Regions from separate parts of the Mus musculus genome. Here regions 2, 3, 4, 5, 6 and 7 are each linked to region 1. The links are chromatin contacts, called in public HiChIP or PLAC-seq and promoter capture Hi-C maps. All regions are on one chromosome and are shown on one strand. Each heading gives the region's core, a stretch centred on a gene start, on an enhancer-like site or on the middle of the called end of the contact. The rest is flanking DNA. Distances are from core to core; before and after follow the strand shown. Region 1 holds the start of Colca2 (COLCA2 homolog). Region 2 holds the start of Il18 (interleukin 18). Region 3 has its middle 32 kb from the start of Fdx1. Region 4 holds the start of Fdx1 (ferredoxin 1). Region 5 holds the start of Timm8b (translocase of inner mitochondrial membrane 8B). Region 6 has its middle 9.5 kb from the start of Mir6244. Region 7 holds the start of Rdx (radixin).

What was found. Promoter capture Hi-C pulls out the DNA fragments that hold promoters and counts their contacts. HiChIP or PLAC-seq counts read pairs in DNA pulled down with a chosen protein or histone mark.
Region 2: a promoter capture Hi-C map of pre-B cells shows a contact between it and region 1, with 2.8 times the contacts expected there. The contact joins the promoter of Il18 here to the promoter of Colca2 in region 1.
Region 3: a promoter capture Hi-C map of liver shows a contact between it and region 1, with 2.8 times the contacts expected there. The contact joins the enhancer-like site here to the promoter of Colca2 in region 1. A contact is called at or near these places in 4 of 39 promoter capture datasets (the 3T3-L1 cell line, embryonic stem cells, hippocampal neurons and 1 more) and 1 of 115 datasets of contacts at active chromatin or transcription factors (embryonic limb bud).
Region 4: a contact with region 1 is called in an H3K4me3 HiChIP or PLAC-seq map of embryonic forebrain, with 5 times the contacts expected there. The contact joins the promoter of Fdx1 here to the promoter of Colca2 in region 1. A contact is called at or near these places in 15 of 39 promoter capture datasets (the 3T3-L1 cell line, 3T3-L1-derived adipocytes, the HPC-7 cell line and 9 more), 1 of 15 datasets of contacts at CTCF or cohesin (the NIH/3T3 cell line), 1 of 484 Hi-C or Micro-C datasets (cortical neurons), 9 of 115 datasets of contacts at active chromatin or transcription factors (the SCID.adh cell line, astrocytes, embryonic forebrain and 5 more) and 2 of 9 other capture datasets (adipose tissue and embryonic stem cells).
Region 5: an H3K4me3 HiChIP or PLAC-seq map of bone marrow-derived macrophages shows a contact between it and region 1, with 3 times the contacts expected there. The contact joins the promoter of Timm8b here to the promoter of Colca2 in region 1. A contact is called at or near these places in 1 of 39 promoter capture datasets (pre-B cells), 3 of 115 datasets of contacts at active chromatin or transcription factors (the 230-238 cell line, bone marrow-derived macrophages and pancreatic cancer cells) and 2 of 9 other capture datasets (adipose tissue and pancreatic islet).
Region 6: a contact with region 1 is called in an HNF4G HiChIP or PLAC-seq map of pancreatic cancer cells. The contact joins the enhancer-like site here to the promoter of Colca2 in region 1. A contact is called at or near these places in 5 of 39 promoter capture datasets (the 3T3-L1 cell line, cranial neural crest, hippocampal neurons and 2 more) and 2 of 115 datasets of contacts at active chromatin or transcription factors (embryonic stem cells and pancreatic cancer cells).
Region 7: a contact with region 1 is called in a promoter capture Hi-C map of hippocampal neurons, with 4 times the contacts expected there. The contact joins the promoter of Rdx here to the promoter of Colca2 in region 1. A contact is called at or near these places in 16 of 39 promoter capture datasets (the 3T3-L1 cell line, 3T3-L1-derived adipocytes, the C10 cell line and 10 more), 1 of 484 Hi-C or Micro-C datasets (embryonic stem cells), 4 of 115 datasets of contacts at active chromatin or transcription factors (the 230-238 cell line, embryonic stem cells, pancreatic cancer cells and 1 more) and 1 of 9 other capture datasets (adipose tissue).

Annotation. Positions count from the first base shown.
Region 1 is chr9:51,276,563-51,280,238 of GRCm38.p6, reverse strand. It overlaps Colca2 (COLCA2 homolog), which reads left to right and starts at 1,685. Exons shown (of 5, transcript NM_001195681.1): 1 at 1,685-1,899; 2 at 2,549-2,643. The coding sequence starts at 2,584. It overlaps Gm32819 (a long non-coding RNA gene), which reads right to left. Exons shown (of 9, transcript XR_003948163.1): 2 at 3,000-3,676; 3 at 2,847-2,888; 4 at 1-2,701.
Region 2 is chr9:50,552,500-50,556,247 of GRCm38.p6, reverse strand. Il18 (interleukin 18) reads right to left here and starts at 1,548. Exons shown (of 7, transcript NM_001357221.1): 1 at 1,271-1,548. It overlaps Bco2 (beta-carotene oxygenase 2), which reads left to right and starts at 1,110. Exons shown (of 12, transcript NM_133217.3): 1 at 1,110-1,227.
Region 3 is chr9:51,993,639-51,997,486 of GRCm38.p6, reverse strand. No RefSeq gene overlaps it. Among named protein-coding and RNA genes, the nearest start is that of Fdx1, 32 kb to the right of the region's middle. Within about 2 kb of position 2,051, at least 29 of the 459 cell types and tissues checked have an H3K27ac peak or open chromatin away from gene starts, as enhancers often do. A contact at or near this core is called in liver, where this site is marked.
Region 4 is chr9:51,961,763-51,965,268 of GRCm38.p6, reverse strand. It overlaps Fdx1 (ferredoxin 1), which reads left to right and starts at 1,667. Exons shown (of 4, transcript NM_007996.2): 1 at 1,667-1,998. The coding sequence starts at 1,802.
Region 5 is chr9:50,602,020-50,605,433 of GRCm38.p6, reverse strand. It overlaps Timm8b (translocase of inner mitochondrial membrane 8B), which reads right to left and starts at 1,533. Exons shown (of 2, transcript NM_013897.2): 1 at 1,395-1,533; 2 at 114-501. The coding sequence starts at 1,478. The coding sequence ends at 334. It overlaps Sdhd (succinate dehydrogenase complex, subunit D, integral membrane protein), which reads left to right and starts at 1,585. Exons shown (of 4, transcript NM_025848.3): 1 at 1,585-1,696. The coding sequence starts at 1,645. Nkapd1 (NKAP domain containing 1) reads left to right here. Exons shown (of 6, transcript NM_212449.2): 6 at 1-194.
Region 6 is chr9:52,104,232-52,107,959 of GRCm38.p6, reverse strand. No RefSeq gene overlaps it. Among named protein-coding and RNA genes, the nearest start is that of Mir6244, 9.5 kb to the left of the region's middle. Within about 2 kb of position 2,264, at least 43 of the 459 cell types and tissues checked have an H3K27ac peak or open chromatin away from gene starts, as enhancers often do. A contact at or near this core is called in liver and pancreatic cancer cells, where this site is marked.
Region 7 is chr9:52,045,927-52,049,321 of GRCm38.p6, reverse strand. Rdx (radixin) reads right to left here and starts at 1,381. Exons shown (of 14, transcript NM_009041.3): 1 at 890-1,381. It also overlaps the pseudogene Gm6981.

The sequences.
Region 1 (3,676 bases), core at 436-2,935:
GCAGCCTGGGCCCAAAGTGGCTCTTTGCTGTGCCACACCCTCTGTCTGCCATGTTCATTCCCCAAAACCTGCCATTTCCCCTTAAAATGGAGAGTGGACAAGAGAGATTCAATGTGGCTGTCCAACCTGGTTCAGGTGGTCCACAGGGAACAGCCTAGGTCAGTGGGGACTTCAGGGCAGCCTTTGAGGCACTAACATAGAGCATCTTTGAGGACACCTGCTCTGCCTGTGGGCAGGTGGACAAAATGTTTAAAATAGGAGAAAAGCAAGGGTCAGGACCCAAAGGGATCTCCCTCTCTGTTTCTCTGGACTCTCTGTGAGGTGCCTGTGTGCAGGATTTCTGCAGAAGATAGTCCATTTTGTTAAGCCTTTGAATATTCAAATTGAAAGTATCGCGCAATCATTGATTGTCAAATCATGGGTTTCTAGAGGTTTTAAATACTTGGCATGAGGGGGAAAAAACTCAAACCTATACCCGAAGGTATAAAACATTAATTCTGTGTGTCTCCTGATCCAGGGACCTGGGTGCTGCCTCGTGTTTTGTGAAACTTTAAAAATGTCGCATCTCTGCCTTTCTCCCTGCACAGGAGCCTTCCTAGGTGCTGAGTCTCTGAAGCTGCAGCATCCAGTCTCCAGCCCAGCTCCTGCTGACCAGGATGTCGGGTAACTCAGATGCTTTTCCAGGGGTCGGGTCATGAGGGCCAGGGGCACTTGGATCCGAGTGTATTTCCTCTGCTTTTCCTGCGTATAACAGAGAGGCACAAAGTCAGGGAATAATAGTCAGGGCCGGGCATGGATCCAGAGAGGACGCGATCCCGCTGTGTCGGGTCCCTCTGGGTGACTGCCCCCCAGAGCAGAGGCCCAGAGACCCATAAGGCCACTCCGGACAATCGAGTCCCCCACGCCCCTGCCTGCCCTTTCACTTTTCCACCTTGGAGTCCTGGGAATTTGGAGGCGCCGACCTTGTGAGCCCAGAAGCGGCGGCGCGGGGGAGCTAGAGGCTCACGGTGAGCCCTGGACTGGAGCAGGACGCACCCGGCAGGGAACTGGGCTGGGGCTGGTCCCGCGTGGACCCCGAGGCGCGCCCGCGCTGCCTGCAGATCCCAGAGCCGACCCAGACAGTGGGGATGGGAGGAAAGGAGACTGGAGCGGAGTGGGCGCGTCCTGGCACTGCAGCAAGACAAACCGATGCCCAGGACCGGGAAGAACAGCGCACTAACTTTCCTTAGGGATCCTAACTTTCAGGATCTGGCTCGTGGGTGGGGGTCTCCCTGCTGTCCAGCCGCGGTCCCTACACTAACCAGGCGAGGCGCTGGTGGCCTGGCACTGTCTCCAAACGCCTAGGCCAGGGGCCACTGTGCTCCGCCCCTCCCCGTGATTCTAATAAGCGCTCTCTCCAGGGTCAAGGTCGGGTGGGAGTCACACTGGGCTTCTAAGTCAAACTCTATTCGGAAAGTGCCTCTGCCGGGTCTAGCCTGGCCTAACAACCAGTCAGACCTACTCACTGCGCTCTGCCGGGACCCCAGGCGGTCACCGGTCCCTCCCAGCCGACCCCCGCCTAGCACAGCCGGCTACTTGGGCTCTCCCAGGTCTCCCGGCCCAGCTCTGCCGGCTCAGGGGCGGCCCCTTCCGGAGGGCTGCCTCTAGGCGACTGCGCGGTCCTAGGGAGCCTCGGGATGCCATTACTCCAGAGCTGCAGCTCTTGCTGGAGAACTCTCCACAGCTCAGTTCTCCAAAAGCCTGCACCGGAAAGGGAGGGGGTGGGAAGAGATGAAGAGAGCGACAGAGTCGGAGACTAGAGGGAGGAAGGGGGTGAGGAAGAAAAGACATTTTTGAAAAAGAGAAAGGACCGACAGGAGACTATTTCCCGATCTTGGCTCCTTTTCTGGGGTCAGTGCAGTAAGTCCTTAACAGGGCCAGGACAGACTGACTGCCCCGACCCCTGTAGCTTGTCGCTTGTTTCAGGGCTTGCTTCCAGACCAAGGGCACCACAAATAAAGGTTGTACTTCCCCAGAAGCCATGCCTGGATTGATAGAGGAATACAGTGGGGCGGGGGGCATGGGGAGAGGGGCTGTTGTTCACATTATGGTGAGGTCCGCGAGATCAGTTGGAAACAGAGAGCACCCCAGATCCACAAGCTGAGCCGGAACCCCAGATTTAATATCGTAGCCAAAATAGCAGGCTTGTTTGACCTCCCTCCACATTCCAGAGCAGAACAGCTGGTACTGTCCTGAGGATGGGGCCCAGCTAGGGATGAATAATTTCATAGATGCCCACAGATACTGTTCCCACTAGGACCCTGAAGCACCTGCCTGTGCTTAACCTTTTCTAGTTTGAGAAATGTGGGTATTTTTTAACGTTATCTTTTCTTTCTTTTTCTTCTTCTTCTTTTTTTTTCTTTTCTTTTTCTTTTTTCATTCTCTTCGTGTGTTCTGCAAAGGTAGAAACTTGGCCTTGGGTATCCTAGCCTTACCAAGGGAACCCTCACTGTATCCCCTTGACACCCAAGCTTTGAAACTGACCACTAACCCTGTTGCCTCTCCCCAGAAAAACCTAAGGTGTATCAAGGCGTCCGTGTGAAGATGACCGTGAAAGAGCTTCTGCAGCAAAGAAGGGCACACCAGGCCACCTCAGGGGCAAACGTAAGCACCACCCTCTCCGTCTCTGTCCCTCCCAGTCCATCGAAGGCTTCGTTCAGCCCTGTGTCAGGGAAGATGCAGAGGCCACCCATAAGCACAGCCCTGTTCAGGGATTCTTACATCTGTCCCCAACTTCCCAGGTCACCATAGGCAGCCACCAAAACCTGTGGGACATGGTGTAGGGCTCAGGACTGTGGGAGGCTCACCTCTCACTGCTCATAGCTGAGTGGGGAAGGCTTCTTGGTCCTCTGCAAGGAAGAGAGGCAGCCAACAGGTTAAATATGTTTTTATAGTGTTAAGAGAGTATAGATACAGCCCCAACAAACTCATTGAAAAAAAATTATCTCCCAGAAACCCACCTAGTTTCTCTGTAATTTAGGCTCTGAGGTCATGTATATGAAAAACCAGCAGTCACTGGAAGTCTCTGGAAGAAAAGGCCTCTCTCTCTGGAATACACAGAACTATGACAGAACTGATCTGGGTAGTCATAAGACACTCTGACACCTCACATTTATAACCCAAGTGCTTGGGGCAGCTGCAGAACCATGTAAACTAGGCGTGCTTGTCCACCGAGAGAGAGTTCAATTTGAAGAGCCTTCTACACGTGACACTGTTAGTGCTTGTGGGTAGGTGTAGGTGTGGAGGGAGGATCAGACAGGATTCCAGTCATCTATGACTTCACTGGTCTGGTCAGCATGTGATCCTGTGCAAGTTCCATGTTGGACTTCATGAATGGAACTTTGGCACCTCAAGCAACAGGAGGGAGAAATTATGGAGTGATGGTGAGATAGGTTTCTGAGCCAGAGGACTTGGGCTTAGTTCTCAGTGACTCTGTGGCACGTGTCCTCCGATACATTGACTTACTAGAGGCTTCTTTGTCTGTTCCCCTAATTGTTCTGTTGAAAGCTAAGAAGAGTTGTATAAAGGCTAAATAAGTGTTTAGGGGCATTCTCCACAGAGAGTGCTCAACAGATCACTAAAGTAAATTCCAACCAAGGGTGGATGGGCCGTTTGCACTAATGTGTATTACACCTTT
Region 2 (3,748 bases), core at 299-2,798, 720 kb after region 1:
CCTCTATTCAAATAAAGCACATTTATGATTTTATTAAAAATGGTCTATGAAATATATAACATTAGTTGGCTCCAAAAAAATCTATCTCCACTTTTTATCATATAGACAATTGGTCTTTTCTGTGTATATTTTCTAATATAAGAATAGGGCACCACAAGGAATTTGTATTTTTAAATTAGGCAGTATCTTTTTACCTGGATGCTTGTAAACTTGTAAATTTTCATTCCATCAAGTTACATGTTTGTTTGAGGCAGGACCTATGAAACCCTGGATGGCCTAGAACTCACTCTGTAGGCCAGGCTGTCCTTAAGCTCTCAGAGAATTCCAGCTGCTCTGCATAGATTGCTAGAATTAAAAGAAAAGAAAAAACAATAACAAAATAATGGGGTGCTGAATCTCATTTTTTGTTATTTTTGCTTCCAAGCAGTGTTTGTTATTTAGGTTCTCAAAGATACTTGTTAAAATAATAAAATTATGTACTGTGATATGTATTTATGGTCTCCTGTCTGTGCTTTATTGTGAGAGAATGCTTTTCATAAAACTAATGAATATCACCTTTAATTTCAGCACTCAGGAGGCAGAGGCATGTGGATCTCTGTGAGTTCGAGATCAGCCTGGTCTACAGAGTGAGCTCCTAGACAGCCAGGACTATACAGAAAGACCCTGTCTTGAAAACCCAGCTCAACGCAAACTAAACCAAAAACAACGCCCCTCCCACCCCAAACACCTAATGAATGTAAAAGAAAAGGGATGAGAGGAAAGGGAAAAGGGTGAGCTATTGCCTGCCAGTCTAAATTGAAACTTCATTCTGTCTGAATCATTTCAGAGGAGAGAAGTTGTACAATGAACCCCTGAATCTGGTTCCATGGACTTAGCGGCAGGTGGGGGCAAATTCCAATAAGGAATGGTTAAGGAGGGAGGCTATTATTGGTCCAATTTTAATGTCAAAGGTTAGAGTTGGTTAGGACACTTGCCATAGAACTGAGACTAAGTTAGTGTTTTGAGCCCCGCCTCTCCTTTTCCCTCCCCTCCAGTCCCATTTGATCTCAGAGCCAGGGACAACCCAGGCTCATTATTTACTTAATCAGGCCAGTGGCTGCAGATTCAGAAATCTCAAGACCTGAGTTAAGAACTGAGTTAAATACTATTTCTCAACTGTTTCTGCGTTTCCTCAGCAGCCTTCTTGACACCGCAGGGTTCTTCCTGTGGCAGTGTACCATCGCCCAGGTAGGGGACTCCCCTCTACCCGTTCCTTTCCTGGGCCACTTACCAGTCTGCAGTTGGACTGCTGCGCCCGGGGCCTGAGGATTATAGCAGGCTTCCAAAGCCTCTTTGTGTGATGCAGGCAGCACACCACAGGGGAGAAGTGAAAGCAAGCTTGTTTTACCAACCACAGGATTGGTGTACTCATCGTTGTGGGAACAGCCAGTGTTCAGTCAGCTAATGTGACGCACTGGGGCAGGATTCAGCCCAGAGATCTGATTTGTCCTGGATGCCTCAAAGGGTTTTTCTCTATCCTGAGTTTTCCCAGCTGAAAACCACTGCTTTGTATTCGGATGCAAATGTTTGGTTCTCCTATTTGCATTCTGGGGAACTGTCTCAAACCCTGTGGTTTTTGTTCTGTAGCTTTCTATTATAGTTACTACTTCAAGGATTTATTTTCAGTGATTGGTTAATTATAGAACTGCCAGAAATGGCAACAATATGCACAGTTAATTATAAAGTTATTTAACCATAGTAACTTATATAGTATGCTGTATTGTATGTAAGGCAGCATGCTAGGTGCTAGGAGTGGGGAGGTATAGCTAGACTTTGTATTCAAAGAATACTGCCAGGAGAGGTTGTAAAGTGCACTGGCCTTTTATCACACAGGACAGCAAGATAAGGGCCACCAGAAAGCTCTCCGAAGTTGTAGCGAGGAAATGGGAATTCGGTGCTTAAGAAGCAGGTGACCCAGAAATTGGAACTTGAAGGTTGAGTTGCATATGCAAGTTTCATCTGAAGGAGATGAGAAATATCCTAAGTGAAGAGAATAGAATGGTCATGAGACTAGGGAGCAATCCAGCTAGGCTGGAGTGAACAGCTAGGGTGGGCTGAGGGCCATACGAGGTCTTTAAGTGCCTCGCCTGCTCAGGTAGTTTCAACAATTACAAGTGATTTGTGATTGAATGGATGGAATTCACATGGAGGAATGAATGATGCAGCCAGATTTACATGTAGGAGATTTAATATTCACATTATTGCACTGGTGGAAAAGCATCTTCCCCGCTCATCCAGATAAATTAGAATCTCTAGACCTGATGAGAGCTGGAGGCAATTGTCTGAGGTCTCTAACCCTTAAGATGGTCCAGTGGCTCCAGGAACTCATCTCACTAAGTTTCTCTTTCCAGACTTCAACTGAGAGGCTGCCAAGAAAGAGTCAAGGGCCTGAGTTAGGCAGCAGGAAGTGACACATAGGAAGGAGAAGTTGAGGTACCAGGGCTGAGGAAGATGGGCTTCGGATAGGAAAAAATCTGTAGTCCCAGGAGAGAGACTGATGAAGACAGAGTTACCCGTGCAGAATTTTGAGCCTGGGGAATTTATATGTAAGCCACAGAGTCATCTTTTTTTCAAATTTCCCCTACTGGCCTGTGCCACTGGGGTCAGAAGAACTGTGCTGTAAGGAGAGTGAGCAAAATGAATTCAGTGCCCACAGAGAGACTGAAGCGAGATGTTTGCTGGTGGAAGAGCTGATTCAGAAGAGGAGATAAAGAGTTGAGAGTCGGGTCGAAGACATAACTGGAGAACTTACGAATCAAGATGAGATTACTAAGGGCCAACGTTGAAATTAAAGGGTAAAGGTCCAAGGTTATACTTTGACATTTCCTTGGTGATAAGAGGTCAGTAGAGGAGATTAACATTTGCTAAGTATCATTGCATTTCATTATGATGGGAGGTCTGAGTAGGAGTCATTAACCTCTCTTAACCCTTATTTTATTTTCGATAAAACTTGAGGTTTGGCAGGGTTAAGATGTTTGCCTAAAGTTACCAGCTAATGAAGAAGGAAGCTGACGGGAAGCAGAATAGTTAAACAGCAGCAAAGTTAAAAGAGCAGTTAAATGTTAGAATAGCTCATCTCCCAAGCCAAGAATGGAAACAGGCGTAAGCAGGTGGTGGCAGCCATATCAAGTACTCCATACAAAAAGTTTGAGGAGTATAATAGGATCAGTAACATGGAGCATAGAGCAGACAGATATGTAAATATAATCTAACATGAAGACGCCACAGAGATGGCTCAGTGGTTAAGGACGCTGGCTGCTGTTCTAAATGATTTGGGTTTCATTCCCAGCATGCACATGGTGGCTTACAACCATCTTTAATGGCAGTCCCCTGGAATCCAACACCCACTTCTGACCTCTGAGGGTACCAGGCATACACATGGTGCAAAGACATAAAACATAAAGTATTTATAATTCATGCGTATCTAGTTGGACTGTTCAATTTCACTCTATGTATAATAGGGAATCTACATTTTATCAGGGAGTCTTAATCTAAAGGGAGAAGAAGATAAACTCACCACTGTTTACCAAAGAAGAGCAAGGAATGTCTAGATTTCTCTTTGCTTTTCTTCAAAGCATTTTCTTAAGACCGCTAATACTACCTATCATTCCTGCCTTTTACTTCCTGCTTGTTTCACCCCAGAGACTATTAGGAATAGTCTATATATTAGGAATCGAGTAGAGTCTGGGAGTCTAGGAATTCGGATTTC
Region 3 (3,848 bases), core at 802-3,301, 720 kb before region 1:
CTGCATAAGTAGACAGCTGTCTCTACAATTTGTCTCAGTTCTGGAAGCTGTATTAGGCTTCCTATTTATTTTCAGTTAATGTTGGTCATTCTCAGATTTCTGATGGGGTTAAAAGACTATTTATAGTCTCATTGCCAACCCAGGCTATTTACATTGAGAGAACAGATTTGAGAAGATAGTTTTTAGATGGCATACAATCAAAAGCCAGGATATAGTCAGGTGTAGAATTATAAGTCTTTTAGTTAGCACAGATGACATTGTTCTATTTTAATGACAAAAATGATGGACTGAGTGTTAGATCTGTCTTATAAATTACAAAATGGTAATAGTTGTGCTCAATTTATATTTTGAGAGAAAGCTTTTTTTATTTAATTAAACAAAAAGGATTATATGTGACAGGATTTTCCCTGTCCAATTACATTAAAATATTAGTTCAACAGGAGGGCTGTGATTGGACTGGGAAAAGGAAGGCAGAGTGAAGAGTTGAAGGGACAGAGAGCAACTCAGAGGAGGGAGGAGGAGAAGCCAAGATGGAGGTGGATGGACAGGAAGAAAATCCTGATCCCGCATGGTTTTAAATAGACACAGGTAGTTATGAATATCAGACAGGGTTAGAATAGTTGGGATAACTTGTCTAATCAAGGTGGGCACCTTGTGAATTGAGAATTTATTGGTAAATAAATCTGACTTGTTAATTATAAGCTTCTAGAGGTTTGTTTCGACCAGGTTTCTGGGTGTTGTGATGGCTGACTGTGGGGTGGACAGTCGTTGCATGGGGCTGACGTGGCAGCAAATGGAACTCAGAACAACTCCGGAGATCTGGCCCCGCCAGAGAGTTGGCAGGCAGAGAGTAGCTGGATGGAGCACAGAAACTTGTTGGTTCTTTTTAATATTTCCTGCAACAGTCCCCCTCTGGTCCTAATTAGCATTTTTCTAGTATTGACTTCAACATTAATGTCTTTAATGAGCTAATAATATATTTACTGGGAATGTGATTATCATTTGTGAGTTGATTGGTTTTGAAAAACATAATTTTCTTTCTTGCTTGAATTATCTCATTCCTGCAGGTCAGGTTGCTGTATTTTACTTCTGTGCTGTTGGTTTTTTTTTTTTTCCTCATAAGTCTGGTGTTCCTTGTTTGTTCCTGTGAATGAATTGAAATTAAGCAGACAATTTGATAGAAATAGTTTTGTGGATTCTTCTCCAATTATTTAGCTCTGTTTTTCTCCTTAAATAGAATTATCAACAGAAATCCTATCCAAGTTGGTGGGACTTATATACTGTATGATGTCGCTAAAGGACTTCTAGTGGACACAAAAGTCATTTCAATGAAGGGCAGAGAATATAGCAACCAGGAAGGGCAGGGTAAGGACAGCATGTGTCAAAGTAGTCACATAGTTGCACAGACTGTAGTCTTAATTTCTAACAGCCTGCCATATATACCAAAATATGCCCCCCCCCATTATTCTTTTTCTTTGGGAAGAGACCTCTCACTGGCTAGCCAGCCAGCCCCAGGAATCTTTCTGTCTCCACCTCAGAGTGCTGAGACTACAGGTGTGTGCGCCACCCTTAGCTGTGTACACGGGTGCTGGAGATTGGAACTCACGTCCTCATGCTTTACAGCAAAAACTTTACTGCCTGGGGCACCTCCCCAGTCCTGTTATGCATCTTAGCAAGAGATACAGGAAAGATTTGAAGACGTCAAATGAAATGATAAAGATATAGAAATTATTGCACTTTGTACATGTGCAGAATCACCACACTGCACCCAATAAATGTGTACAATTGTCAACTGTCAATTAAGAAAGAGCAGCAGAGCAGGCAAGCGCCTGAGGCAGCTGTGGAGGAGGTGGAGAGGCAGGTTCAGCTTGTTTGACTGTTGTCTGAGCTTATCATAGAGATTTGGGAGTTTCTTCCTGTCTTCTAGTAGATCACAAGACCCTTGAAATAACCTCTGAGCTGACTGCTTGCTTTCTAAAAGGCAGTACCCTGGCTCTTATCCTGAGGGCAAAGTCTCATCTGCCACACTATGTTTACACAGGTCTTGGGAAAGGGGCCCAGATGTCCCAAGGCACAGAATCCAGCTCAGTAATGAGGCCACTGATAATTGCCCCACAGCCCATCACAGCATTGTTGACAGAATGCAGAGCCTGTCCGGGGTCCCCAGGGAAGGCCCAGAGCTCATTCCTGTGCCCTGGCCTGCAGCTCCTTCTGTGCTTGCTCACCCACCCATCTCTCCTGTCCACCCACTTTGAATTTTTTCAGGAAGTTCTCAAAGCTCCTTCTTTGCTGATACCACACTCTCTCCATGATTGGTATTATCATTTCGTTTTGTTTAAAAATATCTGTTGGGCCAGTGAGATGGCTCAGTGGGTAAAGGTGCTTGCCGCCAAGCCTGACCAGCTGAGTTTGAGTTGTCCTGTGATCTCCACATGTAGGTGGTGACACTGTGTGTAGGCATATATATGAATCTACACTTCCACGTACATTTACAACGTAAAGAAAATTACTCATCCAGACAATCCTTTTGAAGAAGTTAGTCTTCCATAAGTTATCAGCAAATTTCTGGATTTCATGCTTGATTATGTTTTACTCTGTTAATAATTATTAAAAAATAATGTTGATGGGTGGTAGTGGCACAAGGCTTTAATCAGAGCACTCAGGAGGCGGAGGCAGAGGCAGAGGCAGAGGCAGAGAGGCAGAGAGGCAGAGAGGCAGAGAGGCAGAGAGGCAGAGAGGCAGAGAGGCAGAGAGGCAGATGGATCTCTGAGTTCAAGGCCAGTATGCTACAGAGGGAGTTCTAGGACAGCCAGGGCTGTACAGAGAAACCCTATCTTGAAAAACTGAAAAACCAACCAACCAAACAAGCAAATGATAGGTAGATAGATTGATAGATAGACAGAAGAGAAAAGTTTAAAATAAAGAATTTAAAGTGACATTAAGATTACCTTATAGAATTATCTGTTTGTGGCTACTAGTGTGTTCTCTGCCCCTTTCCCCAAAATTAGGCGTGACACCCCAATTCTACAGCTAGGTATGAGTAGACACTTGCTGAGGCTCTGTCTTCTGTACAGTTCTCTAAGAAGTACCAATGAACTCTCAATCCCAAACACATAAATGGCATTTCTTCTCCTTTTCTCCTTGGTTCTTGGGGTTGAATCCAGTATTTTTCTATTACTAAACTTTGTCTCTGAGCCACACCCCAAGCCCTTATAATTTAGAGTCCTCTACTTGAGATCCCCATCTTTAAAAGAGTATTTAAAGAAGTACTTAAGACAAAAAGAATACAAAATGTCTGATTGCACAAAACAGAACCCTAACCACGAAATGAACCATGCACTCAGATGAGTAAAGCAAGATCAGATCTGGCTGAGGAGCTAGCTCAGCGGTAGCCTGCATGTGGGAAAGCTTAGGTTCAATTCCTAGTTAAAAAACAATCAGGGCTCTGTCACTCATGAACCTTGAACAAATATTTACAGTTTCTAAACCTCAGTTTTCTGAGCCTTAAAATGACCATAATCATAGTACTCAGCATACAGGACAAATTTTGATTATTTAAAATTATTCTTTAACACTGACCCAATCATGTAGAAAGGGCCTTGTTACAGGTCAACATTCATTATTGACATCTGTACATAATTACAGAACAGGGGCTCTAGAGACAGTTCAGCAGCTAAAAACACTGGCTGCTCTCCCAGAAGACCTGCATTTGAGTCCCAGCACCCAAGTGGCAGCTCACAAGTCTATAACTCCAGTCCCAAGGGATCTGATGCCCTCTGCTGGCCCCTACGGTCATTGCATGCACATGGAGGCAAATCACATGTACACATGAAAAAAAAAAGGAAAAA
Region 4 (3,506 bases), core at 418-2,917, 690 kb before region 1:
ATGCATGCCTTGCCCAGTTCTCCTATGGTTGAATCATCTGATGAAGTTTTAGGTTTTGGGTTTAGGACTGAAAAACAACAAAAGCCTTCTCATCAGGATTTCTTCACCCCTTTCTAACCCGAGTTTTAAACATGATGTTAGCCCAAAGACTAAGGTAATCATGTCTACACCCTGCAGGTTCAATATCCATATGTCCTCTAGAGAGACTTTATACAGGTAGACTATCTCTTTAAATATTCATTTTAAAAGTATTTATTTTCTTGAGGTGTGCATGTGTATTCATGGGGTCAGAATGAGCATGTTCTGGGCATGCATGAGCTACCTGACTATGGGTGCTAAAAACGGAATTCTGCTCCTCTGGACGAGCGGCAAATGTCCTTAACACCTGACCAGTTTTGCACCTCTTAAGTATTACTTTTTAAATATTTTTATTTAAAAATATGTGTGTGTAGGTACGTGTATGCCACATGTCAGTGGGTGCCTGTGGAGGCCCGAGGGCAGAGGATTACTGTGAAACTTGGAGTTACAGTTTTAAGTTGGGAGCCAACTGCAGTGGGTGCTGAGAAACCAAATAAGATCCTGTGCAAGCTCAAGAAGTACTCTAACTGGTGAGCCGTGTGCTCAGCCTCTTGAGAATACCCTTTCTCCTCCCAAATGTATGTGTCTGCCTGAATCTATATCTAATGTGTACCATGTGCATGCCTGGTGTCCGAGGGGCCAGGAGAAAGTTTTGGATCCCCCGGAACTGGAGTTACAGAGAGTTGTGAGCAGCTCTATGGTTTCTGAGTCTTGAACCCAGGCTCTCTGCAAGGGCAACACACATTCTTTACCCCTAGCTACGTCTCCAGCCTCAGCTTGAATATTTAAGTAGTCTTTTACTGTCTTCAGTTCGCTTGCAACATGTGCTTCTGTCCTTCAGCACCTTATCAGGAATGCTCAAGATGATGTATGTATTGCTCATGGTCTGTGACGCAGTTCCTTGCCCTAATTCACCTAACCTCCAGAGTGGCCCTGAGTGTGAGCTTATCCGCAGTCATGGAAACTCTTATCCTCCAAGAGTAATTTATCCAAGGTCTCTGATCAACATAGGACTTAGGTTTGGAGGTTGCGTATCTGACCACAAAAACTCTTTCAAAAATGTACTAGCAATGACAACGTGCGCGTTTTAAAAGTCGGCTTTCTAGTTTTGAAGTCTGTTGAATAGTTACTCATTTAAGAAAAGTTTCCTGTTAACTTCTCAGGATTTTATATATTCAGTTTGTCAGTTCAGGCTGACCGTTATTACCTGCTTTCTTCAGCAGCCCTAAATAGCAAATTATTGATTATGAGATAGTTTATGCTTTTACCTATGCATGTCTCTCTTCATAAAAATGCCTATTGGCATTTTAAAACTTTGTATAACTCTCTGCTGTCCTGTGTAGGAAAAACCTAGGTCCCTTTTGCTGTAACTTGTATTCTAAAGTGTTGGAAACTGTGATAATTTGCTTTGTTTTTGAGGGTCTATGGCAAAAGGCAAAAGTTAATCTGGTGGCTTTTTGGTCAGTCCTTGATGAGTAATTGCTCCAGAGCGCAGAGCTGACTGCAGAAAAAGTTCAAGGTGAACTCTTAACCAGATCCCTGGAACAGTGCTCGGCCCCGCCCCGCGAAGGCGTGGCAGCGGCGAGGCGGGGCGCAGCCGCGGGTTATAGGACACGCAGGGCGCTCGCGGGAGTGTAGCCCTCTCGCAGCCGGACACGCGGGACCTACCCGACCCTCAGCACTGCGCAGGACTCCGCGGGACCCGGAACCTTCCGACAGGGTTATGGCGGCCGCTCCGGGCGCCCGACTCCTGCGCGCGGCCTGCGCCTCCGTCCCTTTCCGCGGCCTTGACCGCTGTCGGCTGCTGGTCTGCGGGACCGGAGCGGGAACTGCCATCTCTCCGTGGACCCCGAGTCCCCGCCTGCATGCAGAGGCCGGGCCCGGCCGGCCGCTGAGCGTGTCTGCGCGCGCGCGGAGCAGGTGAGGCGCGGCGGCAGCGGCGATGGGTCCCTCATCCCGCGGCCTGCGTTTCCGCCCGCGACTCCCTTCCGCCTCGCCTCTCGGTTGCTGGCCCCGCGCCGGAGAGCTCTTCCCGTGACCCTAGTCTTCTGGGCCTGGCTCGGGCGGTGTGGGGCGCTGGCTTTGGGGCTTCCTCGGTGGGTTGTCCTTGTCGACTTCGCCATTGGGGTTGCTTTGTGTTGGCCCTTTGTGCTGACTTCAGGTAGGGTAGGGTTTACACCCGCCCTGTTGACCCAGGGTAACAGTGTAGCCCTTATAGGATGATTTAAGGGATAAACGACCCCGTGAAGGTAACATTGCTCGTGCACCTGATTGAAAGTGAGGGCTCAGTAGGCAGCTGCCTCTTAGCAACAGTTCTGGGGGTCATAGTGTAGAGAATTCTGTGGTGAATGTTGAGAGAGAGAGAGAGAGATGAGAGATTCCCACCACCACCACCATGGGTGGAGATACTGGGTATATTTGTTCTCAAAAGCACGGTCCCCTTAGATTTACTAAAGACGAGATTTACTTACAGGTTTCTAAGTGTAGGGACAAGGTGAGAATCATATAATGTCAATGTCAATGCAAAACACATCTGTTACTTCAAAGGGAAGATGAAAGTTTCTTCAAAGTGAAACAAGAGTGGTTTTGGTCTGGAAACACAGATTAAGGTTTCCCTGGATTGTATGTTACTCGGTGGAAGAACTTAGCTCAACTTTTGTAGTCACAGTCCCAAAGAAAGTCACAAATCAATGTACTTGCCAAATATATTGCTGGGACACCAAGTGGATCACAGGATTATATAAAGCTAACTTACATAGATAGCATTTGGATCGGAAGCCGAATAATATGTTCCAAACGTCTTTACCTGGTAAACATGAAGCTCAGAAATAGTGTCTGGTGATACGTGGCCATTAAAGGCCTTCACTCAAGGTAACTTTGGCTGTCTCTAGATCTGTGGCAATCACCTCTTCACAACACAAATGTTTGTGCCTGGTGTATCAGTCTGCAAAATAGTCAACGCAGATACGGCTTCTTCAGAAAACTTATATTTATAGCAGGAACAAGAATGTGTGTACATACATTTGTGCATACAAATACATTTGTACATACAGATATTTTGCATGACGTGAGAGGGAAATTGTTAGGACCATTCAGTCCTAGTTCTCCTGGCCCCTCCAACCATTCACCCATGGATGCCTTAATTTCTGTGGCAGGTGCTTTCTGGATTTAAGCTGTGACATACATTGTACATAATCAGTGTGACTACTATTTAAGGGAACACACATGCGTTTGCAAACTGGTTCCCACGATTTTGTCATTAGGTTTTGGATTCTTTGCTTCTTGACAGAGCTTAAATAAGTTTTCCAGCTCGTATTATCCAGACCTTTGCTGTTAACACAGCAGCTCCCAGGCATATGTGGTTATTGAACATTAAGACAAGTGAAGCTAAAAAGTATTTAAGCTTCGGGCTTACAGTCATTTCAAGT
Region 5 (3,414 bases), core at 284-2,783, 670 kb after region 1:
ACTACTTTTGAAAACCTGTCTCTCCCATTTCCACGATCAGCTCTGGAACATGTATTAGTGTTCCTGAGAGATGATTATGTTGAATCCTAAATTGGGATTTAGAAGAACAAGAATTGGAGACTTCACATTTATTAACTGGTGTGATACAAGTTGGAATTACTGAATTCCCATAAATAAAATTTCACTTTTGAACATTTGCTCTGTTACTTTTTAACACCAACAGACTTTGTAACTGCCTGACGCTAACCTGACAGGTTGGCAGGTCTTTCACCACTGGCCATTCAATCTGCTTGGTAACAAGTCTTTTGGTCTTCTGTCATTCTAAGGTATGGCCTACTGCCCTCCTTTCTGTACGATCTGGGCAAACCGACCGGTGATGGCAAGAGTAGTGTCAATGAAGCGATCCACACAGCTAGAGAGGCAGTTTTCAGTGCGGGAGTCTAGCCGACTTCCTGGCTTCTCCACACACTTATCCCAACATAGTTCCATGAAGTGATGCACCTAAGGGCAGAGAAAAACCTTTTTTAGTCATTAGGGTATGAGATATCTTAGTTCATCATTCTGTGATATTTAATAGCATATTGTAGGATCACTTCAGGACTACTCTTTCTTTACTTTGTCACCAGTAACAGCCCCAGATCAGTAAATTCTCATTAGAACTCATTCTTTTGCAGAGAGATGATGGGGCAGGTCTTTAATCCCAGCACTTGGGAGTCAGAGGCAGGTGGATCTCAGAGTTAAGGCCAGCCTGGTCTACAGAGGGAGTTGCAAGACAGCCAGGCTAACAGAGAAACCCTGTCTTCAAACCAACGATTCATACTTTCACAATTCTCAAAGCAACTAGCAGTACTATTAAATCAGAGGAAGTCAGGACATTAACCTGTCGGTTCTTGATAGCTATCAGTACTTCCAAGGTTATCTTGATTGAACGGTTAAAACCCTAGTAGGAAATACGCTGTCCCACACCAAATGAGTCAACACTGATAGCTGCAGGGCTCATCTTTCTCTAATAATGATCACCATTTACAAATACATCATCACATTATCCAATGCAGAGGCAGCGGGCAACAACGAACCCAGATCTCATGGTGAGGACGGGTGTCTTGTCTCCAGGCACCTGTGCTCCAAGGTCGGAACCCAGAGATTCCGAGTGCCATTCCCGACCAGCGACCAGCTAATAACCGCATGCTCCTGTGGCCCAAACCTTTCCGCTGTTTTCGAACCCTTTCCTCCCACGCAGCGCTTGCCTCCCGGGCACTGAGCACTGTAGATCACTGGGGCGGGAGGCGCAGCCCGGATCGAGTGGGGCCGCTGTGCCGCAGTGTCCAGAGCTCCGTGAGTGCCCGGGATCTGCGCCTCACCCTCCTTCCCCTGTTCCTTCCTCATCCTCGTACCTGCGCAGTGAATTGCGCCTTCTGCTGTTCGGCGGCCACCAGGCGTTGTAACTCCGCTTCGTCCGCTTCACCAAGCTCGGCCATTGTCGGAGTCAGGCGCTTCGCTGGGGTGCGCACGCGCGGTGGCAGCGCACCGTCTCCTGCCTTCCGGTTCACGCTTCAGGTTGCCTCACCGTTCTTTTACGCGGGGCGGGACTTACTACATAACTGTTTCCGGGTTGTAGAGTGACCTTGAGCCCTCGAAAGCGACATGGCGGTTCTCTTAAAGCTGGGCGTTCTCTGCAGTGGCCAAGGAGCTCGAGGTGAGGTGTCTTGGCCATCAAAGGTTCTTGCTGCAGGCTGAAGCAGGGGAGAGGAAGGAGTTAGAGCTCGCCCGCTGGGTGGTGGGACGTCTTGAGAGGAGGGAACTTGCTCTTGTGCCCTCGAGGCACCACCTATGCGGACGCAACGTTGACCGCTATAGCCTAAAGGCCCAAGTGTTTACGTGCTGGCTGGTGTCCCCAGCTCGTACTTTCCGCTTCTGCACTGTGGTTGTGACCCCGGGCTAATATGAAAACAAACTCCTATTTGAGTGTGGATGGAAGGAGTCCGTTTGATAATTTGTTCTGAGTGGCTTGCTGTGTAGTGCTGTCTTCCTCGATCTAGCCATGTAGACAAGACTAACCTAGAGCTTGCCGGGAGCCCCGTGACTGCTCCCGAGGGCTGCCATAAAAACCGTGCACCCTCACTCAGGGCTTCGATAATCATTTTAACCAGGCATTTTACCTATACCAGGCGCCTAAGAGGCTAGTATATAAACACGAATTAAACAGTTTCAACCCTCGAAGAACTTCTTGTGTGGGGGCTACAGGCAAAGTAAAGCAAAACCTGTTGTGTTATGTAGACATTATTGAGTGCAGAGAACGTTTGGGGTACTTGCTTTGAAAGGACTAACCTGCCTTGGCTCTGCAGGGAATTACATCCTATAGTAACCGAGAGCAGCAAAAACCAAAGTGAGGGGCTATAAAGATGCACAGGGTGCGATAAAATGGAACAAATACAGTAATATCTGTGAAAGTCAAAGTGTAATCTAGAAAGGCAAAATGGAACTAAGCCACAGGACTTACTTTATTCTCTTTTGAAAATACAGTCTCTCTGTTGCCCAGGTTGGGAGTAAGATCGAAAGGTTTGATAGGTTTACAATCTTGGTTTATTTTTGCTGTTACTGTTGTTGCTTAGGCTGCCCTGGAACTTGTCCTGTCTCAGCCTCCAGAGTAGCTGGGGTGCACCACCTGCCCTCACAATCTTTCCCTTTTGAGCCCAGCATCTCATGCTTGCTGAGCGTGTGCCCTGTTGCCAGACTATACAAGCCTCAGCCTCAGCCTAGACTTAGGTTAGTAACAGTGTAGTAGATGGATGACCTTGGTGGAGATAGAGGAGGTTCCGACCCAAGTCATGGAGATGAGATAGATGAGATAAGCACGCTGCGGCAGCCAGGCAGGTGAAGTCCTGAGCTTGGAAGGGAAAGGGAGAAGAAGGCAGTCTCAGGAAGTGTTAAGGAGCTGTGTCAGTAGGATTTGGTGATTTATAGAGGGAACTACCTGGCTGGCTATTGGTTATTACTTGAATTAGCTGCGTGGAGTTATTCGATCATGACTAGTTGGAACAGACATGAGGTGTATGAAAAACAGTTCCACAGCTGAACAGTTGGGAAGTGGCAGATGGCTTAGGCCACACTTAACAGAAGCAAGACTAGAACGAGCTCAGGCCTGCTTTCACAGGCTGGTGATTCTAGTGCTTGGTGCTGGAAATGGGAGGGTCAAAAGGTTCAAGGTCATGGGGCAAGGGACAAAGAGCAAGGCAACTCTCTGAGTTAGAAGCTAGCCTGGTCTGCATAGAGAGTTCCAGGCCAGCCAGAGCAAACAGTGAAACCCTATAACCACCTTCCACCCCTCCAACTCTACCATGCATGCCTTCAAAATAAATAAATAAATAAATAAAGACAGGAGAGAAAATATTAAATTATCTATTTGTGTATGTA
Region 6 (3,728 bases), core at 1,015-3,514, 830 kb before region 1:
ATTGAAGCTTGGCTATGCCTTCCCCTGTCGATGGAGTCATTTCCCACCTCGTGGATCTTCAGTTCAGTGATGATGGAATATGTGGGACTCAGGATGAAGGCGCCTGGGTGTCCATGCTTGGGGACTGCTGGTTCCTCTCTGGGGCAGCCTCTGGTCCAGAGAATAGACTGTGGAGGGAGGGAGGAGCCCCACTGATGCTTGTCTTCTGTAGTTCTGAGACAGGAGACTGCTACGAATATCACAGATCCCTTCTCCTTTGCCTGGTCACTGCTGTGCCTTAGTCCCGTTAGTCACTTGGCCCCTTTGAAGAAGCCAGGCATGTAGGCCATAGCCTACTGTCCAGCCCTGCCATTTCAAGCTCTCTAAAGCAATGGCACACCCATGTACAGAGGCCACAGACTGGTGAAGGGAAGGAATAGCTGACAGCCATGAGTGGATATTTAAGGCTATTTAAAGTCCCTTACACACCGGGCAATGGTTTGTGGCACTCCTGGTTTTGTTCCTGCATGTCAGTTCCACCCAATCCTAACAACCAAGGATCTTAACAGTCTTGATCAAGATATGTCCCCTGGTGCCCATGTTACTAGAGGTATGAACACAGGCACGTCCACTACAGGGATGCAGGTAGGCTAGCCCCTGGCCCTCAAGAGCTAAGTCGAGATATCAGGACAGTCAGATGCTCATGTTGTGGTTTGGTTATGGTGAGTTTCTGGTGATAAAACCTTAGTCCCCAACAATCTGAAGGTAATGTGACCTTTAAAGGGTAGGACTTCATGCACAGGGCACCATCCTTAGAGGGTTGTTTCAGTTACCCTAGGACCAGAAGACTTAGGAAGTGAGCCTGCACTCCATCCTTCCTCACGCAGCCAAATCCCCTTCTGTCTCTTCACTGGTGGTACGATGGGCACCCCAGCCCTCAGCAGGACCACATAGCCAGGATTTTTGGATGATCAGATTCATACGTCAAACTTCCTCAAGTACCCATATCCTATAGTCTAATACAAGAGACAGACTACTGCCCTCTTAGAGTTTCTATTGCTGTGATGAAACACCAGGAGCAAGTTGTGGAGGAAAAGGGTTTATTTGGCTTACACTTTCACAACATGAACCATCACTGAAGGAAGTCAGGGCAGGAACTCAAACTAGGCAGGAGGCAGGAGCTGATGCAGAGGCCATGGAGGGGTGCTGCTTACTGGCTTGCTCCACATGGCTTTCTCAGCCTACTTAATAGAACCCAGAGCTTAGAGCCCTAGAGTGACAGCACTCACAATGGGGTAGGTCCTCCCACATCAATCACTAATTAAGAAAATGCCCTAAAGACTTAACTACAGCCAGATCTTATGAGGGGGGATTTTCTCAGTTGAGGCTTCTCCCTCTCAGGTGATTATCTTGTGTCAAGTTGACAAAACTAACCAGCACAGGACCTCACCAGATAGTCTCCATGTTCAGTCTCAATGGAAACTCATGACCCTCAGCGCACCCAAGAAGGAGGATATCTGAGGCTATAGGTAGACTATTGAAGGCAACATATGGAGCCTTTGTGTAATACAAATGGGAAGGGTGGTAAGGAAGACATCTCCACTGGGGTGGACCAGACTGCAGGAAGACGAGAAAATGGAGGATTCCTACAGAGGCTTGGCTAGGAAGCCATGCTGGGCTGGGACATTAGAAGGCTTCACTGGCTTGGCATCTAGCAGCCTTGGTGGTTGGTAAAGGCTGGAGAAACACTTGATACGGTTGTCACAAAAGCCAAAGGGGCGAAAGGCATTTGAAGGAATTCTTGTGTTGGTGGAGTGAAGTCAGGCAATGAAGAGTATATGCAGATTAACTCGTTGTATGAACTCAAGTAGGTGAACTCTATGGGGATGAGACCCATTTCAGGGACAGCTCAGGGTCTGGGAAGTGCCTCTGTCAGTGTCCCCTCTCCAGCTGATCCGTCAGATGCATTCCCATGGTGAGGAAGTGTCATGCTGTCCCCTGATCTGTGGATGTTTGACTTATAATTCAGTGAAAAGCTGGATCATACAACTCACTCCTACCCTCGCTAAAAAGCCTGGCTATGCGCTTGTTTATCTGTGCACTGGGCTCTCTCTGTCTATGGCTTTATTGAGAGAAAATGGGATTCTGTCCTTAAATCACCATTTACGGGTAGACGTGCAGCCGGCATCCATTCATCTTGTGTTCTGCCCAGTCTGAAGTGAGTGTAATGCAGAACCACTTGTTTGTCCCCAAGGCCAAAGCCAAGGCCAGAAGAGGATATTGATTTGTAAGAATTACTCATGCTGGCCAAGGAATGTTCACTGGCCCCTGTTTAGCAAATGCCACCCTGCTGACTCAGCCTGGAGAACATTTGGTTCTTGCAATGTCTGAGGAGAACAATAAATACAACTCGTCCCTCCAAACAAGTGCTTCTAGGTCTCGAGTGTGGTTCCTAGGGAAGGAGCCTTGGTCTCACCCAGGAATGTGATAGCAATGGAGATGCTTGAGGCAGGGCTGTGGTCTGTCTGCTCTACCACAAAGTCCGAGAAAGGATTCCAGCAAGTTTCTTAGCAAACCTTCCAGGTGAGTCAGATGTACATTAAATGAGAGACACAGGACAAGAGCAACGAAGCAGGAGATTGCATAGGTGGGGGTGAGAATTACAGTGCACCTGGCAGAAGCTCCTTGCTGGAGAATGCAGATCTAGCTGGGGTAGCTCAACCTCCTGTCTACCACTGAATTCCAAAAAGGCAGACCCCCCCCCTCCAAGTGGGGGAAACTAGACTTTCTGCAGACAGCCAGCTCCCCCAAAAGAAAACATGAGAAACAGTGTTGTCCACAAACTCTGCAGTCAACGCCTGCATCTTCCCGGGAAGGAATGCAGAATGCATCTTGAGCCAGGGCCAGAGTGCTCATCTTATGTACGGGTTCTCTGGGGAGGAGGGAAACCTCCCTAGCCATGTGTTCCTTCAGGGAGCATGTGAGGATGTTGGCACCTGGAAGATGTTGTCTTCTCTCTCTCCCATGGCAACACTGTGGGCTTTGGGGTTCTGAGCCATCAACTTCCAGTCCATCTGTCCAGTGATATGAGAAGAGTCATAAAAGCAGCGTGGGCAGAGGGCCTGCTGTGTTATGCCTCTGTGTAGGGTGCTGGGCTTGGTGAGCACTGAACACAACACTCTTAATCCTCCTGCCTCGGTGGCCTATCTGTGCTGTCCAGTCACCTTCTGTTTAATAGTAAAAGCCGGTGACTTCTTTCCCTTTTCCAAGACATATTACAAACAGAAATTAGGTGTAGAAATGGAGGTATATGGTTCATTCCTTCATTTCAAACACCCTAGTCTACAGCAGAAGAGTAAGGTCCCTGGCTGGAGCAACTGCTTCAAGGTTCAAGCCCCGATCCCCACTAATTTACAGCAGATCACACACTGCAGCTCCAGGCTTCTCACCTGCTGAGGAAATCGTTAAGCCTCCTCAGCCTCTGCTTCCAGGCAGTCTCCCAAAGCACTACCCATCCCCTACCGCAGCATATCGTTTCCAGTGGCTTCTGCCTGTGTCAGTCACTAGCCCCAGCCAGGAAGGATCTGTCCAGAAAAGCAGCATTGGTTGTGGCTGGCAGGCTCTCTCTTGAGCAGAAGACTGGAGTCTCTGGAGGGTCTGCTAAGAAATGGAATTAAGAGTGGCGTTGATACAGCATGGCCGTGGTCAGTAGCTCACAGCCTAATGAGTCCGACGGGCTTCTGGTCCTT
Region 7 (3,395 bases), core at 132-2,631, 770 kb before region 1:
CGCACAGCCAACCGGGCATCTCCCTCACACCTCTTTTTACAAAATCTCAACTGTACTTTAAAAAAAAAAATTATAAACTTGACCTCTTAAAACACATTTCCAATGAATAACCACTCTTCTGGGGAGGGAGGAAAAAAAAACAAAACCACCCAGAATCCTGGCAACGTTTACAGAAACATCTGTGTAGGAACGGACTATTCAACTGAAATAACGCACTACTCCCTTTCAAACTTGGCTGGGCGATGGGAGTTTGGGAGCCCCGAAAGGCAGAAAAGCTGAGTTTCCTGGTGGGGTCTGCTCACTGTGCGCCAGGCGACTCCGCGGTGCGGGCAAGCCGGGGGGCCCGGAGGGCGCGGGCCGTGACTGCAGCCCCAGGTAAGGGCGGCCGGGAGCCCGGGCCTGGCCTCGCGGGCTTGCGCGGCGGGACCCGGCAACGCGACGGCCTTTCCGCGGCTCGCGCGTCCGCACGCTCTCTAGTAATCCAACACCCCGACTTTCAAACGGGAGGCCGGGGGAGAAGTTCTAGCCTCGCGGTCCCCGTCCCCGGGTTGCGAGAGAGCGTGCGACCTACGCTCCATGCGGCCCCCGAGGGCGCGCCGACCCGAGCCCCGGGCCCAGTCCACGGCGGCGGGAACCCGCACCGCCCGACGCACGGGGCGGCCAGGCCGACGGCGGACGGCGCGGCGGGAGACTCCGGGTAAGTGGCGTGGCTCAGCCGTTAACGACCACGGCGCCTCTAGGGCGGCCAGGCGCGAGTCCGTCTGTGAGGCGCGCCAGGCCCCGGGCCGCGGCGCCACAGCCCGGCAACTTCTGGCCGCCACCTCAGCGCCTCGGCGGGGAGAGCGGCCCCCGGGGCCTGGGACGGGGGAGCGCGCCGAGCAGGGCTTACCCCGAAAATGAGTGGCTCCTTCCCTGCCCGCCGCCGGCTGGCTGAGGCGCGGCTCGGCGGGGGCGTCGTGGCTGGCGGCGAACGAGCGGAGAGTCGGCGGTGCGAGCCCTGAGCCGCCTGAGAGAAGACGCGCCGCAGCCGCCGCAGACAGCTCGGCAATATGGCCGCCCGGCGCCTCCTCGGGGGGGAAGGCGGGGCCGCCCTGCGCCCCCTCCTCCCGCGGGCCGCCAGTGGCGGGGCGAGGCCGGGGCTCGAGCGCCAACCCCGCGAGCGTGTCTCCCGGCCGCCCCGGGCGGAATCGAGTGGGCCTCAGCCGGGGGTTGGGGGGAGAATACGCGCTGCGGGGCCTTCGCGAAGCTTTCCCCGCGGGACGAGGACGCCGCGGGCCAGCCCGAGTCCGAAGCCCGCAGTGAACGAAGCGGAGCCGCGCGGCCCGAAGCTCGCCGCGCGCCCGCCGCCTGCCCCCGCCCCGCGAGTGGAAACTTGAAACTCCCGCTGGTGCCAGGGAACTCACGGAGGGCGTTTCCAGCGCCCCCGAGGTGGAGCTGTTCCCGGGAGGAGGGGGGATCCCCTCGGCAGCCGCTCCAGGGTGCAGTTCGGTGCTAGGCTGCAGGATCCCGGGCTAGGAGAGGGAAGTGGGCCCAGTGTTTACAACAAAAAGAACATTAATGTGTGCAGGTTTTTAACCAGCTAGAAAGGCTGGTTGGTTTTAAATTTTGCAGTGTTTTTAACTTCCCTCAAAACGCCAGTGGGTATGACCCTATAATGCGATCAGGTTTTTTGTTCTTGTTGTTAGCAGGGATACTCCTTCCTTGGCGGTTAGAAGGAGTAGGCTGAGAAAGGAAAAAAAAAGTTGGAAGTAGGGCCCAAAGAGCAGCCAAACCTAAATTATTCTAGACTTGGAAAAAGTTACCAGTCTGACCATAGTCTCACTGTATCCACTCGCTAGAGAGAGAGACCGAGGCTGCGTTCTGGTGGGGTTACCTCGGTGCTGCCTGCCCTCAGTACTTTCTGCTGGGATTTAGAGTAACACTTGGTGCCACTTGTACACACAGCAATGGTTCAATCCTTACCTGCCTACCGCGTTCCGTTTACTCAATACCTCTTTCGTAAACGAACTGTCAATACAAATATAACGCGAATGTACGTAATTCTTACAGGACAAATACGCCATCTTTAGGGAAGCCTTAGACTTGCCTTTCCTGAGACAGTAGCTCTTCCAGGGACTCTGCAGATCCTTTCTCTGAGCTTCCTCCTCAGTGAGCTACCACCTTCACCCTCAAGAGACCTCACTAAACAATTAAAAAGCCCCCAGAGACTCCAGGTTAATCTCAGAAGTCTTTAGATTGCAAATTCCTCAAGGATGGGAACCAGCTGTGTGCTTTGTAGCCAAAACAGGTTTAGGTGGTTCTCTGAGACCACCAACTGAATACTTGTGGACCCTCTCCCCACGGGTGCAACAAAGATAGGGACAGTAAAAATGTCATGGGAGTCCCAAGTAGTACACTAATCAAACTAAAGTCGGAAGTCGGTGGTACACTTTGCAACTGAAAACGAAGCATTCATTCGTGGTCTTATGTTCAGAACAGTGAAGTGCTTTCACATGACTGCCTTGTTTAATGATTACAACAACCCTGGGCTCAAGGTAAAAGCTATTATTGGCATTAAAAGAAGCTAATGAATAAAGGGGAGCTTCAAAAAAGTTAGTTGTCAGTATAACCTGGCTAGGAAATGGCAGAGCCATGGCCAACCCCAAAGGCATGTTTGACTCAAAAGTCTGAATCTAAGAGCTCTGATCTTATCCTATGTCCTGCAGTAGCAGATGCAACCCAAGTTGTAGCATTTCAGTTGCCATCATATTCGTAAATATTTAAGTAAAAGATAGTATTCAAGCTGCTAAGATAAAAAGGGTACTCTCAAACATTGTGGATGGGAAAATGGAAACAGAGACAAATATTTAAAAAGCAGTTTGGTGGGAGAGTCAGTCGTTCAGAGGGTCCACAGCTCAGAACACATCTGAAGAAAATACTCTGGAATAGACTAAAAACTCCATCACAGTAATACCTATTAGATACAAAATCAAAGAGGAAACACACATACCGTTGCTTTATTTTGATCTTCACATCAGATATTAGCACTTTTAAATGAAGTATTGAATATTCAATCAAAATATCCCAAAGCCTTCAATGCTGTGGTGTTGGTATGTGTGCCTCCTGGTGCTGAGAACTGAATTTCCTTGCTGAGCACCTAAATGCTCTTCCACTACCCAAAGCCTAATCCCAAACAGTTCAGCTTCAGGGGAGGAAAGAACCATACGTACTTCCTAAAACAGTCTTGTTCTTGAAAGATACCTGATATTATTCAATAGATGTCAAGATATATTTTTAAATAGCATATAAGATGTTTTAAAATCATAGTCAGGTTTAGTGGCACACATCTTTAATGCAAACACTTGGGATGTAGAAGCAGAGTTCAAGGCTAGCCTGGTCTACAGAGTGAGTTCCAG